Linked DNA regions of Mus musculus: region 1 is linked to region 2. Evidence: chromatin contacts called from public HiChIP or PLAC-seq data. All regions are on one chromosome and are shown on one strand. The core of a region is the stretch at or near the end of the contact, and the rest is flanking DNA. Distances in the headings are between cores, read along the strand shown. Region 1 holds the start of A830011K09Rik (RIKEN cDNA A830011K09 gene). Region 2 overlaps Dera (deoxyribose-phosphate aldolase (putative)).

Region 1 (3,433 bases), core at 435-2,934, 630 kb before region 2:
CACACACACACACACACACACACACATACACACACACCAGAGTGTTTTCAGAGTAGATCTGGCTGGAGGGTGGGGTAGGACAAGCAGGGAGCTGTGTGGATGTGTGTGTGTGTGTGTGTGTGTGTGTGTGTGTGTGTGTGCGTGCGCGCACGCCTGAGTACTAGGGCCAGGAAAAGCCAAAACTTAAGAAGTCTGCTTATAGACTGAACAGCTGAAGGGGTTCTCAGTAATCTTCCTGTCTGTGAATTTCGGTATTTTTCAGGTTAGTTCTGAGTTTTGTTGTCTTTGAAAGGGAGAAGAAAGCAAGCCACCTACTATTTTCTTAGGAGCCTTCTGAAGGTTGGGATTAAAAAATAAATTAGACCGGCTATGCCAGGACTTTGGATATAGGGAAGCATAATTTAACATAAATATTCAAGGGGGACTGCTTTAGTGTGTGTGTGTGTGTGTGTGTGTGTGTATATATATATATGTATATATATATATATATATAATTTGATAGATCGGATAGATAGATAGATAGATAGATAGATAGATAGATAGATATTAAAATTGATGTTACAGAAGTAGCAAAGTTTTTCTGTATTGTTTGAAGGGTGTTTTGTGGGTAGTGTTTTTTTGGGGTGGGTGGGTAGTTCAACAATTGATCCTGTCTTGGCACTGAGAGCATCACATCCAGTGTCATTCAAACTGGCACTATTTTTAAGCTTAACCTTTTGACAAGGCTTTGTGAGAGATGCTGAGAGGACCTTGATAGAGACACCAAAGTGGGCGATAGCTGAAGTTTAAAAACTTAGAAAAAGGAGATGGTTTAAAGCTACCAGTGACCTATAGAGCATCGGAGTGCAGGGAAGAGGTTAAGAGTAATGGGAAAAATTTAGAGGCAAAAATAAAAGGATGTACCCAGGCCTTAAAATAAGTGTATGAAGGCAGGGTGTAGGTGGGCAAGTGGCCAGGGGACCGGCTTAGTCCTGGAAGTCTGGCTCAGCTTCCTGGGGACTAACACTGAAGCAGGTTTCAAAGTCAAGTATTCACCTATCTGTAGTAAGTGTGTTTCAGTGGCCACTTTGGGTTCAGCACCTGGTATGGGGTACAAGTTCACAGTCTGACTCCTGGGGCCATTCGAGAGAGAGGAAAGGGTGTGTGGCACTGCCTGGCCTGAGTTTACATGACAAGGCATTCTGCACAGGGACTTCAGAGAGTTTCTAAACAGAATTCATAGCCCTGGAAACTGCAGACACCCCCAGACATTTACTAAAAGGAGGGCTGTGCAGTTTTCCAGTGTTCCCTGGTAGCACTTTGATTCCTTGGCTTTTATTTTAACTTCCTCCACTGGCACTGTCAGTAACAGATTTAGAGGGCAATTTGCTTTCATAGTCCCCATCCTATTCCAAAATGCCCCCGTTATTTTAGGAAGCCCTACCCTTCTCCTTTGGAGCTCTTTTGCAGTTCTTCTTGTGGGCGAGTCCTGGAGGTAGGGTCCTTCCAGAGTCCAGTCCTGCAGAGGTCACATTCTCTGTGTGATAGGCATGGGTGGGAGGGGATGTCCCCAGCGTTTGTCAGTAGCATATGCAATGGGTTGTGCTGACTGCACTCCCAGGCTTGTCAATTTTCACCCTGGGAAATTAGCAACAAAGCCTGGATCTGTCTCGTGGCTGCTTTTGCACTTTCCGAGGGCGGCTGTACTTGACTGAGCTGCGGAACAGACAGCAGAGACACAGCGAGAGAGAGAGAGAGAGAGAGAGAGAGAGAGAGAGAGAGAGAGAGAGAGAGAGAGAGAGAGAGAGAGCTCAAGCAAGCTAGCGAGCAAGGGAGCCAGCTAGAGGGAGGGAGAGAAGGAAGAGAGAGAAGAGGGAGGGGTGGGGGCGAGAGGTAAATACTCTTAAATCGGAAGGGAGCTGCCTTCACTGTGGATCTGACAGGCGCTGCCTGGGCTCCGAGGCGCTGTAATAACTGGGTGACCTTTTCTTGGGCTGTATTATGTCTGGCTGGGAAGGGATTGCATTTTGCGGCTGAGAGCCAGGGCTTCCTTCAGCTCGGGCTCCTCGCACACTGCTGGGGTAAGTTGTCAGGAGCCAGGACCAAGAGAGACATCCCCCGGACTGCAGTTGCCTAAAAGAAGGACACCTGTGGCTCGCATGCGGTCCACACTGGTACTTGGCGGATCCTGGAGGACCTCATTATTTTAAACTTAAAAAAATATATAGAGAGAGATTCTACCCCCCGGTTTTTTTTTTTCCTTTTTTTTTTTCAAACAATGTTTCTTTTTGACCTTTCCCAAGGAGAAGCGCTACCAAGCAGCCGCTGGGCTCATTGAACACCCTCCCCTGTATCGCTTAATTGAGAAGGTAAGTCAGGGGTTGTGTACTCACGCGTCGGCTTATTTGTGCTGTGTATGTCTGCTGGTGCGCGCGTGCGTGTGCGGATGTTGGGTGGCTTTTTTTTCTTCTTCTTCCCCATCCTCTCCCAAGAAGGCATAAAGTAAAGCTGCACCCGAACCATCCCCACCACCACTGCAACTTTCACCGGGCTGCAGGTCTGCAGAGAGGGTTTTGTGTTTGTTTGGTTCTGTTTAAATCATGGGAGGCATCATTATTTTTGTGATGAGACATGAAATAGATGTGGGGCGGAAGACGTGGATGCCGGAGGAAGAGAGTGGAGCGCGCGGCTGCAGCGCGACGCAACATCTCAAGTAGGAGTCTAGTGCATAATAGACAAAGTTCATTGGGAGCTGCAACATTCGCACACCCTGACTCTGGAAGAGGGGTTGGGACAGTTTGCAAAGGTTGGGGGCGGGGTGTTGCTACCAGGCTAAGGGAAGTGATATCAGTCTTGGGTATTTTCCCAGACCTTTCTACACCTGCTTGATGAAATGTATGCCTGCCACCCCCAAGAAAGAGTTGAAATTACAACCTTGTTTTTGTCTACACCCCTGCTTCTCCCAATGCAACCTTAATATCAAAACACTGCTTCTGTGTGTTGCAAAAGTGACTGTGTCGTGTTCAGTGGACATAGGTTCCTTGTACCCAAGTGTCTGCATCTTAACAGGGAGAGAGAGAGAGAGAGAGAGAGAGAGAGAGAGAGAGAGAGAGAGAGAGAGAGAGAGAGAGATTCAGCACATTTTAACCGGGGCTACTCAGATTGCTGTTATGAAACACAAGTCAGATTTATGATCTTTTTCATACCGAACACGATATGCTATGCTAACACTGCGTGTGACGGTTTAATCAAATCCATTTGTTACTAGGAAGCTAAAAGGGGCCGCTGGGATTTTAGGATTACAGGCAGAGTGAGGGAAGCATGTGGCTTTGTCATTCGCCATCATTTTACACGCTCCCTCGTCCCTTCCCCCACTGCCTGCCTCCCTAGCCACTAGACCCCAGCTCCCAAAGTGGCTTCACAATAGTGGATCCTGGGCCCTGCATGCTGCTCA
Region 2 (3,134 bases), core at 630-3,129:
TCAGAAGAGAAACTATTAATGTGGGGGAGGGAAGATCAGAGGAAGAGACAGTAATTCTTGCATATACAACACACACACACAAGGCAGAGGGAAGCCACCTGTGAGGACGGAGGAGGACCACAAGGAATAACAGGGAGGGAGGCCAACGTGAACGGAGCTCACTGGTGACGTGCGTCTGCAGCTTCACCACAAAGTCTGGCCTTTTCTACACTAGCTAAACTCTAAACTAGCAATGTAAGAAGACCAAACTGAGAATGAATCTGTTGATGTACCCCACAGCTACAGGCTCAACAGGCTAGTTAAATGGTGAAGCAGAGCCCATAAACACAGCAGAGGGCAAACTGCACAGAAAGCAAGGGCAGTGGCAGCTTCCAGCCAGTTTTCTCTGGGCACAGCAGATGGAGGCGGCCTAACACCACCTTCCCTCTGGGAACTGCTTGTGCAGAGCGTCCACGGCTGACCTTTCAGAAAGCCCATACTTTTTTCCGGACAGTGTTATAGCTGTGGTAAGAGACACCTCAGGGCAGCTCAGTTGTGGCCCCATCAAGTGCCTTGGCCTTGCGAGCATGCTGACACGGCAACACCCTCAAAGGTGTCCCACAAATGGTTGCTGCCATGTTTGGCTGCAGCTCCTTGAAGATGGCCTCAACTTTTCGTTTGTTGCCCAGACTAGCAGTCTCTTCCTTGGCTAAGAACCAGAAGGGGACCACATGTCTAGCTAACACACTGAGGGCCTTAACACAGTCACCCCAAGTCACAATGAGCCTTCTACTGTGGACTGCTGAACTCCAGCACCCCAGTGCTGTGCAAAGTACTCTATTTCTACTTAGCCTCAGATATTTAGGGATCTGGCTTTAAAGGACACAAGCAGCAACAAGTACCCACAGGGCCGGCAGCAGGGACCAGGCCGGATCATCCTCAGTGGCCTGGCTGATGCTCAGTAGAGTCCCAGGGAAGCATCCACTAGGCCCGACGGCATTCAAAAGGCACACGAGAGTATCCAAGGCTTATATCTAAAGTATAAACATCTACAGCGTGACCACAATGAATGGCCTGAACCAGGGAAGCCAGGCATCTTCATCCCAGAGTTAGGGCCCCTAGGGGACACCTCAAAATCAGCTCTCACTCCCAGCACAGTGAGGCGTGTCATCTAATAGAGAATTAATCAATTAATCGAAAGGATATGGAGCTCTCGAGAAGATGAATCAAGCGGTGGGGAAGGAAGTGATGCCAGACACTGGCGTGGCTGTGCTGAAGTCAAGTGTGCTGAGGACAGAGGCCTTCGAGGCAGGGGCCCAACATGCACAAGGACACAACGGAAGCTGAGTCCAGGAGTGAAGGGGAAGGAGACAGGAGAAGACACAGACAGAGGGCCTGGAAGTTGCACTCCATCTGGGCATCTGGGGGGGGGGGGGACGGTTGTAAAGAAGTGGGGTCATGATCAAATCAGCGCTGAGAAGGCCATTTAACAGCACAGAGGAGAGAAGACTAGAAAGGGCCAGAAGTAGGGACGGAGACCTGAGCTGAAGTAACCCACTCGGGAGGGTTTGCCCAGGACAGCAGCTGCAGCGTGGAGAGAGATGCAGCAGGCCACTCCCTGGTACAGTGGAGGTGAGAAAGAGGCCGGCGGAGCTCCAACCTGAGCGGATGCGTCTGCTCTGTGCAAAGCAACAGAGGTCAATAGAGGTCAACCTCTATCTGAAAGTAAGAAGAACGCCCCCCGGATTCTTCCTTACATTAGCAGGAACAAAAGCAGGGGCCACTTGAGAAAGCACAGACAGGTCTCAGAAAGACGCAATGCTAAACTAAATCCTCTCCAGCACACACGGAGGAAGAATCAACTAGCACAAAAGGCAATTTGCTAACAAGAGCGCCATCTACTGCTACATAGGGAGAGCGCAGCAAAAGAAAAATGCTACAAACCAACAGAAAAGTGGACAGAGGCCCAAAGTCTCCATTCACAAATCTCATCTCAGCCCTCTGGAAAGAGGATGACGGTAGCACTTGCAATACCATCCAAATGCTTGTCTTCCCTTGTTTCTCCTAAAACCGTCGACCCAGTGGGCAGCAGGTCTGAAGACACGAAGCTTACCTGCCATCATCGCTACCAGGCTGGCTTTGTAGACGTTGGTGAGAGAGCCCAGTTCGCCCGTAGCTAGGATGGTTTTGAGATGGGCCTCGCCACAGGCCTTTCGAAACTGAGTGACCTCATCGTAGAGAGCTGTGGAGGAAACCATTGCAGCTGTTACAAAGCAGGCAAGGGGTAAAGGTGGCGGCTCTTTAGAGCCAGAAGAACCCACTTCGGATTTAGGAAACATAAGACATTTGCCACTTACTAAACATCACCCCAATTTAATATCGCCTAGAGCACCCTGCTACAGTTCACATTCAGTGCCTGGTTTGACACCATAAAACTGTTCCCAAGCCCTGGGCCTGGGGTCAAGAGTCATAAAGCCTCTTAAATACCATTATGAAGACATGCAAAGTACAAATAATTTCTACTTTTTTCCACGTGATTAGGACCTGAGGGAGAAAATAAAAGCAAATCTATCTGCCATACATATAGCATCCAGTTACTATACCACGAGGAAAAGATATCCTGCGGTTCCTATTCATTCTCCTCCAGAGGTAGCAGGTTCTCTTGTTAGCGTTTAAAGCAGACCTTTCCTGGGAGACGAGCAATGCCGATGCAGGAAGAGCTCACTGGCCACCACTGTAGACAGTAAGTACATGAGAACATGAGGTGATGGGCTGGCAGGTGCACTGCAGGTATGTGAGGAAAGCTCACGCTAGTGGTGTGCACTGAGGTGGCTGTCAATCACCCAAGCTCTACTTCACCTTCCAGAGCTCCAGACAGAGCCTGCGAGCAGCCTGGTAAGTAGACTAGACAGAGTCGGGTCGACAAAGCAACCAAAGACACATGGCAAGACCAAACTGAGGGAAGCGGCTGAAGGAAAACCAAACAGTTCAAAGAAACCAAAGCAAGCGAAAACCAACTCGAAAACAAAACACAAACGAAACACACACAAAATTAAAAACATGTAAAACAAAGAAAAGAAATACCAGTAAAGAGGCAAAAATGTTAGTAAACAAAATCAATGTGTTTCAAAAGCTACTTAAGAGGCATCTGTCAA

What was found. HiChIP or PLAC-seq counts read pairs in DNA pulled down with a chosen protein or histone mark.
Region 1: a contact with region 2 is called in an H3K4me3 HiChIP or PLAC-seq map of neural tube, with 6 times the contacts expected there. The contact joins the promoter of A830011K09Rik here to the enhancer-like site in region 2. A contact is called at or near these places in 2 of 39 promoter capture datasets (hippocampal neurons and second pharyngeal arch cranial neural crest), 2 of 484 Hi-C or Micro-C datasets (cerebral cortex and cortical neurons) and 4 of 115 datasets of contacts at active chromatin or transcription factors (astrocytes, embryonic forebrain, forebrain and 1 more).

Annotation. Positions count from the first base shown.
Region 1 is chr6:138,421,356-138,424,788 of GRCm38.p6, reverse strand. A830011K09Rik (RIKEN cDNA A830011K09 gene) reads right to left here and starts at 1,684. Exons shown (of 4, transcript NR_126073.1): 1 at 1,424-1,684. Lmo3 (LIM domain only 3) reads left to right here and starts at 1,759. Exons shown (of 4, transcript NM_001356306.1): 1 at 1,759-2,348.
Region 2 is chr6:137,795,841-137,798,974 of GRCm38.p6, reverse strand. Dera (deoxyribose-phosphate aldolase (putative)) reads right to left here. Exons shown (of 9, transcript NM_172733.1): 6 at 2,093-2,221. Among named protein-coding and RNA genes, the nearest start is that of Dera, 43 kb to the right of the region's middle. Within about 2 kb of position 1,879, at least 8 of the 459 cell types and tissues checked have an H3K27ac peak or open chromatin away from gene starts, as enhancers often do. A contact at or near this core is called in neural tube, where this site is marked.